Linked DNA regions of Mus musculus: regions 1, 3 and 4 are each linked to region 2. A link is a contact called in public HiChIP or PLAC-seq and Micro-C data. All regions are on one chromosome and are shown on one strand. The core of a region is the stretch at or near the end of the contact, and the rest is flanking DNA. Distances in the headings are between cores, read along the strand shown.

Region 1 (2,700 bases), core at 143-2,642, 940 kb before region 2:
GGTTGCACTTGGCTGTGTTTGTGGGTTGAGCTGTGCCCCTCTCCCATTTATTGAGGTTCTAGTGTCCAAATCCTCCTTATAGAGGTAACCGGGTTAAAATGAACACATGGGCGTGAACCTTACTCCAGTGAGCCATAGCCTGATAGAGGAGGGGCTTTGGACAGAGGCACCCATAGAGGAATCCAACAGGATAAAAGGAGATGCCTGCCAACACGCAAGCCTGAGGACAGCCTGTAACAATCTCTAGCTCACAGAGGGAAACAAACCTTTGTCTCAGGTTTCTCTCCACCAGGAGATACTTAGTGTCTATTGTTTAAGCCACCTAGTGGGAGATACCTTATTAACAAAGGCTCTAGCAACTTAAACACTCTCTGCCAATTTGACCCCGTGGCTAGGGAAATCCCCTCTTTGGAGGCAGCTCTTAAGGTGAGGCCTCGTTGAAAAACAGTTCCGGTCCTGTGTAGGTCTGGGGCAGACCACTTTACATGGAGGAATAGCAGAGACAGTGCCATGGGAAGAATTTGGTATACTCAAAAAAATAGCAAGAGGGTCACTCCAGCTGGGTTTGGGGAGTGGGAGGGGGATGAGTTCAGGCTGAGGCTTGAGAGTCTGGCAGGAATGCTAAGCTGTGCTATGCCGTAGAAGCAAGCTAGGACTTAAGCAGAGCAGAGCAATGGTAGGGGTCGTCATGCTTTGTAAGTACTCTCCTCAGTGGCCAGTAAGTGTCCAGGTAAGGGGTAGGGGTCAGGATCAGAGGCAGAGGACCAGTGAAGAGACTACTTCCATTGTCCAGGGCAGAGACGTTAGGTTAACAGGTCAGAGGGACATCGAGGGTTCCAATGGAAAGAGAAAGAGGAGAGAACAAATTCAGGTATCATTAGGAATTGATAAGACTTGCTGAGGAGAGGAGATAGGAAGTCATCAGAGACAGCTGTTTGCTTAAGACACAGCTGGCAGGTGGTTAGTCACAGGGGGTGGGGAAGCCTGGAGCAAGACAAGGTTAAAGTCACAAAAGGAGACTTGCTTTTTTCTTTTTCCTTCCAGACTTCTTGCTAAACTGTTTCCTGTCTCCCTTCTCTCTATCCACAGGCATGTTGTCCTTTCATGATGCCTTTCTTACTGCTCGCCGCTCTCTCCGCTTGCTCCGTGTGTAATTTCATACATTCCCGGGACTCCACTTAGTACCACCTACAAGCCAATCACTGTGATCTATGGACACTTAACCCAAATCCTCTACAGAGTTCCAGAACCTCGTCCTCAACTGTCTTGTAGATTCCACACCTGGAAATTCAAGCTAAGAGTCCATTCTAGCCACACCCACCCTCGGGGCAACTTATTGCTGGAGCTCTGCTTCGAGGCTTCTCCATTCTTACTTCCTCATAGTTCTGCTCCATACTTCCCCCACACCCCTTGATTGTTTAGTAATGGCTATAAGAGAGGCCCCTGAGCACGGACTTAAAAGGGAACAGTGGATGGAGGATTGCAAACGGTGTTGATAGCGTAACCAAACGAGCCGGTCTCATCTTTGAGACATTATTCTTAGATTATGTGAAACATTGTGAGCTTATCTGAAGGGATTAATGGTTGGGTTGTTTCTTAATGGAAACACGTGTTCTAAAGGAAAGCAGAGCGTGTGGGAGGGGAACCCCTAAACACCAGGAGCTCCATATTTGCATACTACTGCTGCCCTTTGCTTGCCCTTTGTTTCTGGCTATCTCAGAGTGACAACTTTCCTCTTAAGTCACATGGCTGTAGAGTTAATATTGTCCTTGCACAGCTCACACAGCTGCTTCATTATAGTGGGCAGAAGGAGCTGATTATCATCAATAATGTTGGGGAAGAAATGGATGAATTTAGATAGAATACCTAATGAATATGACATAATAATCAAGAATCAGGTCAAGGGTTTAGTATTTGGATTCTATTAATATTACTCACTATGGTAACACAGCAAAAAAGGCACACAATTGAGAAAGATACCTAAAGCCATTCGAAAAAAAAAAAAAAACCAACATTGACTTTAGACCCTCTCATATTAAAAAGGCATGCAAAAAAAGGTTCACACATATCAGCTTTACTTTCCTTAATTTCTGCCTTGCTCAGCTAGTTATGTTTTCTGCATGTTCCTCATATACACGCTTATAACAAGAGAGGCTTCAAAAGCCCATGCTTTCAAACGTGATCTTTCCCCATTTTTAATAAAGGCTACAAAAATGCTTTTCAGCGATAACAAGCATGAAGGAACGGGGTCTGAAAAAGCTTCATTGTCTGAGGCCATTTAAAAGGCTTGTACTTGTTGCAGTATTTTCATTTGGTGAATATTACTAGTCATGGCCTTAATTTATTAATGTACAGTCTGGAATCAGAAATGCAATCTCCAATAATAACTGCGTGAAAGACCTTTCACTCTGGGGGCAGCGGCAAGCTCGGCAAGCCAGAGGCAAGCCAGAGGCAGTGACACAAAATGAATTCTGATCTATCTTTTTCTAAAGGAAATTGACAGCAGACATTCCTATCTCTTTCTAGCAACTCAAGCTGACTATAATTGGAACACAAAGGCCAGTCATTCAGCTCTCCCACCCCTGGCCTTTCCCGCAGCTTCCACACCACAGAATGAATGCTGGCAGCCCTGAATCATATTCAAGTCACTGGGAATGCTTTGCAGTCAGCAGAGCTTATATTTATGTCTACTTTCTTCAT
Region 2 (2,700 bases), core at 46-2,545:
AAGAATAAGTCTAAGAGAAATAAAACCAGTATCTCAGAAACACACTCAGACCCTCAGGCTAGCTATCTACCATTTACGTATATGTGTAAACACATACATAGACCTATGCACACACCCCAAAGCAATCTTGCTTAACTTCTCCCTTCTTGCTACTCATTAAGTCTTACGAAATGCAAAAACTGCTCCCAGCTTCACAACTCTTCAATGATCCAAATCCGCCTTTGCTGATGCATTCAGTCCTCCAGATCCGAAACTGTTTTGTGGAACAGAAACACTAAGCAGCACACAAGTGCTATTTGCAAGCATTAACCGCGTCACCAAAAGTGACAGGACCAGCCCCAGCAGTAGCGACGCAAGGCCAAACCCCAGGGTTTATGATTTCCACAAATTGAGCCCAGGCCCAAGGTTAGCGGCCGCACCTCCACGGCGGAGACCCGCACGGGCAAGACGCAGGGGTGGCGGACCGCACGCCCCGCCCCGCCCCGCCCCGCCCCACCGGAGCGCTGCAGTCCCCACTCGGCGGCACAGGACCCCTGTCCTCCACGTACCTGCTTTGCACACCGGGGCGCTGGGGCTCCTCTTCTCCGCCGAGGGTCGGCCCTGCTCTGGGGACCTCCTCCGGTGGCGGACGCGGGCGGAGGGTGGGGCCGCAATCACCTCGCTCGGCCACAGGTGGGTGGGCGACGAACTGGGCGACGACACGGTGCCCAGCAGGGGCGGTGGCGGCTGCGGGCGCGGAGGACTGCTTCGGGCCCCAGGCGCCGTGCCGCGCGTGGGGCTGGTACCGCGCGTGGACGTCACGGACGCTCCCGTCTGCGTGGCCACCGTGGGGCTGGTACGCGCCGCCGCGCTGCCGCCGCCGCCGCGCGTGGGGCTGGTGCTGCGTGAGGCGGTGCGCGGGCCGCCACTGCCGCCGCCGCCCGAGGGGCCTGAGGCGCCTCCGTTGCCTCCGTTGTTGCCGCCGCCGCCGCCGCCCCGCGTGGGGCTGCCATGTTGCTGCTGCTGCTTCAGCTGGAACGGCACCGTCGCCCTCATGGGCTGCAGGCGGCTCCCAGGGCCCCCGGGCGGGCCGACCGCGCCACCCGCGAGGGCGCCGGCGGGCGTGGGAGACCCATTGCGCCTCACCCGCTGGGACATGGTCCCCCCGCCCCAGAGACGGCGGCCGGGGGTGCTGGGCGGCGGGGACCGGCTGCTCGGGGCCCGAGGGAAGGCCTGAGCCAGCGGGTGACGTAGCCTGACTTCAGGACCAGGGGGCGCGCGGGCAGCGACGGGCACCGACGAGGTGATGCAGCCGCCGCCGCGGCTCCTCATCAACAATAGTGTCTCCTCCGTTGTCCCCGCCCCCTGCCGCCGCTCATTGGTGTAGCGTCAGCGCGCTCGAGCCACTCGGCCTCGCTGATTGGCTGCGCGCATCTCGGCTCCCGAGGCTGCTTCTGCTCTTTAAAGAGAAAGAGGCCCGCCCCCGAGGGGTCGGGCGGCGGAGGAAACCGGCCGTGGCAGGAGGAGGGGTGCGGAGGGAACGCTTGTGGCTTGTGTAGAGGGATGCGGGGGTGGGGGGTGAGGGGGGGTTGCGTGCGTGTGCGGACGTGTGTGCGTGCGTGTGTGTGTGTGTACACGTGCGTGTACGTGTAGGCGCGCGCCCGGCCACGCGCGTCCCTGTTTCCCGCTGGAGGGAGCCCCTGGGACTCCGGGAATTTGGCCAAAGGGACGGACTGTACGGGACCACGGTGTCCCCGGGGATGGTCTGAACCGACTCTTTCCCTCTGAAACTCATTTCCTTACAGCAGTGGTGTCTGTAAGTTAACACGTACGCACATCTCTTTGGAGACTCCCCTCACCCCCGCCCCCCAATCTTTTTGTTCTGCCCTAATTCCATCTACCTATGAGCAGGGCTCTAAAATAAAAGAACTTTAATTCTAGGGTATTTTATATCTTTCTTCTCTTTTCTTTTTGGCGCTACAAAGATTCAAATATCAGAACGATTATATTTGCAGGTTAGAATGCAACTTTAGATGGTATCTGTGAAGTTCAGTTATCGAGTAGTGTTGCTACTAGCCCCCACCCTTATAGATCTCAAGTAATAAAGAATTTATTTAATCAGTTACTTTACAGTTCCCTTATACCTTAGAAAGATGCAAGTTTATAAAGTGCTGTGGCCTCCACTTGCTCCTCTCTATTTGAGACAGAACTGGGTGCACCACCCATATTTATTTATTTATTTATTTATTTATTTATTTATTTATTACATTTATGTATCTGGTTTGTGAATAAGCATGTGCATGCATGTAGAGGTCAAAGGACAGCCTGTTCTTTTCTAACATGTCTGTGCAGGGAATCAGACTCATGCATCAGACTGAGCCGTTTCATTGGCCCACCATTCATAGTTTAGTCTGGTGGAGAAAATAAGTCTCCATGGCTTTCATAAGAACTCTCTGAAAGGCAAGAAATTCTAAAGTAATCATAATACGCGGGTTCCTCTTCAATTAAAAAGTCGACATGCAGACTGCACGTGGCATCCTTAATCCCTTTATGGCTTTAATAGCTATACATTCTAAAAAGATCCCTTAACCAAGGCGTGGTGGTTCTGGTAACAGGTTCTAGGCCTCAAGCCCTATTGGGTTCCTGTAGAAAGCTGTTAGATAGGTTCCTAGGGTCCTGGAGACAGTCAGATCCCCCACATAGCCTGTGATCTCAGGTATG
Region 3 (2,700 bases), core at 153-2,652, 650 kb before region 2:
ACACGAGATTATTGAAGACCTACTAAATTTAAAATACAAAAAATGCACTTATTTCCTAAGTACAAGTATCTCAAGTGTGAAACAGACAATAATTGTATTGGACAGTTCTAAATACCAGTTTGAAACAGATTGTGCAGCAGTTTGGAAAAGACTACTAAAAGACTGAAACTACTTGGAACTCTTCAAGAATATCAGGAAGTAGAATGCAATTAGTCAAACTGGGATTTGATCCTACACTAGAGGAGTGAATACTCATTCTTAGAAAGATCGCCAGAATTTCGGAAATAGGTTATTTATGGGTTTTTTTTTTTTCCTTTTATTTTTTTGGTGAAAATTCAAGATACAGAAACAGTTAAAGAACAGACAAGAAGACATAGAAAAAAAAGAATGCTGGACGTTCAATGCAGCCAATTCCAGACCATAGCTCAATTTCTTCAATGCTAACAAAGTACATAGCCAAGCAAAGGTAATTTAATACTACTTTTCCTTTCCTTTGATCAACTTTACATGAAGGTCATAATAAGGACGTAAATCGAAAGAAATCTAAGTCTGCCTAAGTCAAAACTGCATTAAGATAAGCAGCATTTGAGTAATTTGGAGCTTGGAATCAAACCCAGTATTTTAAGTGTAGTACTCAGGGAATACAGCTCAGGGCTCAGGAAAGTTCGCCAACACCCTTGCTGAGAACAAATTCAATAAGGGAGAACAGAAACCAGGGACACAGATGAACAGGCTCTGACGTGAAAAAGGTAAAGATGAATGGAATAATGTCTGATCCCTGAAAGCTTTCCTTACACTGCACGAAACTGCAGAGTTTAAGCTAAAATGGGATTTCCTAGGGCAGTGCTCCCAGATTTCAACAATAGTAGGCGAGTGCCTGAGGAAGCCCAGGGTTGGTTCTGGAGACGACACATGCGGCAGGCAAAGGCTCCCAGCCCGGACAGGTCTGCTCGTCCGCCCTCAGTCTCCCAAGACCCTGGGACCCGAGTGATTGGGCAGGCTTCACGGGAAGGGCCACGGCGGGCGGGACCGCGGCGGGATTTTCCTCTCCGCTCATTCATTCTCTGATTCATTGGTTCCTGGAGGCGACTCACACGGACGCGCGCTGGAAAGGCAGGGCGCGGAGGACGGCCGCGGCTGGGTGCGGCCCGGCGCCTGAGGGGCGGCCGGTTGGGTGGGGGTGGGGGGTGCGGCTGTCCAGGCCGGGAGGGGCGCGCGCGTGCGCGCGTGCCGGGGAGCAGGAGAGGCGCGCGGCCGCCTGCGCCGGAAGTGAGCGGTGGCCGCGGCGGGGAGCGCGCGGTCAGGCGCAAGTCGGTCCGCCCTTGGGCCGCGCGGCCCTCAGCCCCGCCCAGTGTGCCGGGGCAGGACGCGCGGGCTCTGTGATCCGCGCCGCGGGGCTCTGCGGCCGCCCCGCCCAGTCCCCGCCGACGCCCGCTCTGTGGGTCGGTCAGTCAGTCGCCGAGCGCGCGCCGCGGGAGCTGCGGGCGCTCTCAGCGTTCGGGAGAGGAGCGTCGCCCCTGGAGAGGCGGCGGCGGCGGCGACTGGAGGCGCGAGCAGCTGCTGCCTAGCGCAGGGCTCCGGGAGGGCCGAGGGGCTGCCACGGTGAGTGCTCCGCCACCTGGCCCTCGAGGTCCGGGAAAGGAGAGGTCTGGGTGCCCGGGAGGCGCTGCCGTCTCCATTTGCCCGGCGCCCGGCGTGGCCCTCCGAGCGAGTGCGGACGGCTGCAGCCCGGGGCGCGGTCCTTGCCGGTCAGGCTCTCAGCGTTGGGCTGAGCCCCGCCAGGCGGCCTGCGGTGGGTAGGGGGTCGGCGGGGCCTGGGTTGCACCCCGCGCCCCTCGGGGCTGCACCGTGCAGACAATGAGACCTGGGGCCGCCTGGGGAGGTGCGGCAGGGCTGATACTCCGCACTAGGGCGCCGGTGGCCGGGGACCGCGGGTGGAAAGGGACTGGCTCCCGGTAGCCGCAGAAACCGATGGCTGGGTGCGGGATTGTTCTAGCTTCCATGCCCTGCCTGCTTTCATAGATGAGTTCACTGCAGAGATTTAGAAAGGCGGGGCGCCTTCTGTGTCTTCTAATTAAGCCGGCAAAGTAATTGCTCTAGTGCTTTTTAGCTCCATCTCATCTTTCCGCGTACATTCCCGCCGGAAATCCAAACTGCAATTCAGTGGAGGACGGCAGAAAGAGGGAAGGCTGCCTAATAGTGTTGGTTAGGTTGCCTTCGTTTTAAGACACCTGAAAGATACCCTTTTCCTATTCAGGGGTTGTCTTAGGCTGGCCCCCCTGTGTGAACTGGAAACTACTTGATCCTTATGTATCAGAGTGAAATAGGAGCTTTGGGAAATGGTATGAGTTGCATGTTTCCTGTGTGTTGCATTTCATACATTTTATGGGAAGAACAGTTTGGGTGGACGCTGCCTGCAGCATTTCTCATGGAGAAGTGGAGAGCCGCCCAAGTAGGTAAAGTCCTCCCTAAAGGAACTGTAAAGGTAGCGGGCTAGGGCTGAGGCATCATTCGATTATTAAACGGTGGTATTGTGTTCGTAAGAATATTGAAGTGAGCACACAGTCACAGAAACCTCCTCAGGTATAGTGGGAGACACTTCTACAACACTTGAGTGGTGGAAACAGTGCGTTAGAACAGAGTAAAGTCACATTCCATGCGCTAGAATAGGCTAGCAACGTGATAGTGGACAAGCAAGCC
Region 4 (2,700 bases), core at 185-2,684, 870 kb before region 2:
CACATGTATATAAAAGCTATAATATGAAAAAATAAAACAGTTGTAATGTGGGATATAAAAAGTACAAGACATCTACACAGAAGTCCCTTTGTCTAATCCTTTCATATAGTAGTGAGTAGAAACTAGAGACAATCTGCCGTTGTCCCACCAGAAGGTTCAAGGGCAAAGACAAGAATTAGCCCCAAACTTAGTATTCTACGGGGCACAATAAGTCATAATTTCCCCCTGAGCTCTAAACCTGGAAGTTTACTTTTGCATTACTAACCTTAATTCACGAAACAAACAACCTACTGAAAGAGGCCAGATTTGAGGGGCAATGAAGGTTAAAACAAACAAACAAACAAACAGGAGAGAGGTGCTTGTAGGAGCTGGGACCTCTCTTCCTGTTTTGTTCTCAGTGGTTTTCATCCTAGGTTGCTTCCTTTTGAGACTGAGAATATGTCTCTCCCTATAAAGCTAGTAACCAAGCGGCAGAAAGATCGAAGTAGGCTCCACAAGATAAGTACTCTCCTGTCACAGCTTCAAGAGGAGGCTGAGCAGATTTAAGTCTTTCTTATGGCCTCTGTAGAGGCCCTGGGAAGGAACTGAGTGAATAACCTACACAGCAGTCCTACACACTATATAAGAAAAGTCTTGGAGGTCCTAAGGCTGTTCACCCAGACTGTAACTTGAACACATTAGTGTATCCTGGCTTTGCAGGATACACCATTCTGAGAGAGGTGTGCCTGCTCCTGGTATTACAGGCTGTTTGCATATTAAATCTTAGGTATTACAGGCTGCTTGCATATTAAATCTTAGGTATTACAGGCTGCTTGCATATTAAATCTTAGGCATCTGACCTTTTGGGGAGCAATTTCCTATTCTTGGCTGCACAAATGAAGCTAAATCTTACCCTATTTCTAAAATGCCCAGATAGAATGAATGAGTGTATGGCTCAGAGTGCCCCCACAGGCTGTTTCCAGAAAGAACTATTTGTACCTTGGGTGTAACCAGCAGCTGTAGACAAACAGGGTGGAGCAGCGATAAGGGATGACAAAGGCCGGGTCAGTGTCTATGATCTGTATAAAGCTGACTTTCACGCCTACCTGTGAAATGCCAAGCTTTAGTTTGCCCTTCCAGTGGGCAGCAGCAGGGGTTGCGGGTGCGGGTGAGGGTGTGCTCTCCTGGTCACCTATAAATAGTAGCTAAATTTAGATTTGAAAAAGTCATGGAAAGTGGTAGGAGGCCAGTCCTGAGACAGCTGCTTCTGGTCTCTGCTCCACCCACTCCACACTGGAGCTGAGTGTGGTCCATTTGGAAGGATTTGCAGGGTAATTCGTCTTTTTCATTACCTTGGACACGGGCCATACCCCCCCACCCCCACTGTGAATAAAAATTTATTTTGTTTCCTTGGAGATTGCATGGATTTGATGGTTGGACGAGAGGGAAAAGAGCAAAGAAAATGTAACAGTAATCATTGGGCTTTTAGCACTAATTTCCCGAGGATGCTGTCATCTTGAAATTCTCGTCCCCTTTGCTTTTAGTTTCCTGTTTCTCCTCCCCAGGATAGCTCTCTCTTGGATAAAGTCTCTCCCTCATTCTCTGCAAATCCTTGCCTTTTTTTTTTTTTTTAAATAAAGTTACTTGGACACTCACACTCCCAAGAGGTCTTTACATGCACCCAGACTGATCCCTTCTAGATGGTGTCTGGCGTTCAAAGACAAGCTCAAAGCTTAAAAGTGGTGCCTTGGTTCTGTCTCAGAGGTCAGCAAACTGCGGCCTACAGGCCAAGTCTAGCCACTGTCTGACACTGCACAGGCCATGAGCTGAAGAATGGATTGTATGTGTACATACGGCTAGGGTGATGGTGCAGCAATCAGAGGAATCACAATATCTGGCAAGAAAATTAAAGGAGAATCAAATACCAATATCCATAAGTAAAAGCTTGCTGAAATACAGCTAATCTCAGTTGTTTGTCTACAGTGACAGACTGCAGTAGCTACAAGAAACTATACAGTCACCAGAGTAACAGTAGATACACAATGTCTAAGTTCTACAGTCAGGACTAAGTAGGTGCCTTAAGGTGAATAGAAGGAGGTGAAGGGTTGTAAAATACACTCTGATTGGTCCACGCAGAGATAAGGACAACAGCGTTGCTCTATCGTTTCTCCTGTACCCAGTCCGCTTTTCAGAGCTGGGAAGACGGTCATCAAAATGTTGTTGGATGAATGAAGAAGAAGACAGGACAGAGAGGCACAAAGCAAATGAAACATGAGTTGCACCCTGTTTGGAATGAAAAAGCATCCCCATGACAACCTCCAGCTAGTCTTGCTTCATATCATCTATATCACTGGTTCCCAGACGTTAGCAAAAACCCTCACTTTGGATGCCAACGTATCGAATGCTCAGTGTGTGCATAAGAAATTGAAAAAAAAAGTCTGTATGAATCTGGCTAACTTTGCTGATGCTAATTCAAACCCACCTTTCTGACCCTCTTCCTCAGTCACCAAATGTACATCAATTTAGTCTAGACACTAAACTCAGATGAGGAAGTTATCAAGGGAAAGGAAATCAAATGTAAACTTCATAAATAAACCTTTTGTTCATCTCTCTCTCTTCTTCCCTCCCCCTCCCTCCCTCCCTTCCTCCCTCTCTCCCTCCCTCCCTCCCTCCCCATCTCTGTGCTTGCAGGTGACACCCACACATATCCTTCAGCGTTGG

Evidence for each region. A called contact is a pair of places that touch in the nucleus more often than the background predicts. HiChIP or PLAC-seq counts read pairs in DNA pulled down with a chosen protein or histone mark.
Region 1: a contact with region 2 is called in an H3K27ac HiChIP or PLAC-seq map of embryonic stem cells, with 4 times the contacts expected there. The contact joins the enhancer-like site here to the promoter of Fam117b in region 2. A contact is called at or near these places in 6 of 39 promoter capture datasets (the C10 cell line, HPC-7-derived erythroid cells, frontonasal cranial neural crest and 3 more), 7 of 115 datasets of contacts at active chromatin or transcription factors (the 230-238 cell line, T-cell acute lymphoblastic leukemia, embryonic stem cells and 1 more) and 1 of 9 other capture datasets (adipose tissue).
Region 3: a Micro-C map of embryonic stem cells shows a contact between it and region 2, with 7 times the contacts expected there. The contact joins the promoter of Raph1 here to the promoter of Fam117b in region 2. A contact is called at or near these places in 3 of 39 promoter capture datasets (the C10 cell line, pre-B cells and second pharyngeal arch cranial neural crest), 2 of 484 Hi-C or Micro-C datasets (both in embryonic stem cells) and 1 of 115 datasets of contacts at active chromatin or transcription factors (astrocytes).
Region 4: an HNF4G HiChIP or PLAC-seq map of pancreatic cancer cells shows a contact between it and region 2. The contact joins the promoter of 2310016D23Rik here to the promoter of Fam117b in region 2. A contact is called at or near these places in 3 of 39 promoter capture datasets (liver, pre-B cells and stem cell-derived epiblast-like cells) and 1 of 115 datasets of contacts at active chromatin or transcription factors (pancreatic cancer cells).

The regions. Positions count from the first base shown.
Region 1 is chr1:60,851,238-60,853,937 of GRCm38.p6, reverse strand. No RefSeq gene overlaps it. Among named protein-coding and RNA genes, the nearest start is that of Gm38137, 11 kb to the left of the region's middle. Within about 2 kb of position 1,392, at least 123 of the 459 cell types and tissues checked have an H3K27ac peak or open chromatin away from gene starts, as enhancers often do. A contact at or near this core is called in T-cell acute lymphoblastic leukemia, adipose tissue and embryonic stem cells, where this site is marked.
Region 2 is chr1:59,911,601-59,914,300 of GRCm38.p6, reverse strand. It overlaps Fam117b (family with sequence similarity 117, member B), which reads right to left and starts at 1,295. Exons shown (of 8, transcript NM_001037725.3): 1 at 549-1,295. The coding sequence starts at 1,137.
Region 3 is chr1:60,565,467-60,568,166 of GRCm38.p6, reverse strand. It overlaps Raph1 (Ras association (RalGDS/AF-6) and pleckstrin homology domains 1), which reads left to right and starts at 1,402. Exons shown (of 14, transcript NM_001045513.3): 1 at 1,402-1,602.
Region 4 is chr1:60,777,195-60,779,894 of GRCm38.p6, reverse strand. 2310016D23Rik (a long non-coding RNA gene) reads right to left here and starts at 1,434. Exons shown (of 3, transcript XR_865459.1): 1 at 979-1,434.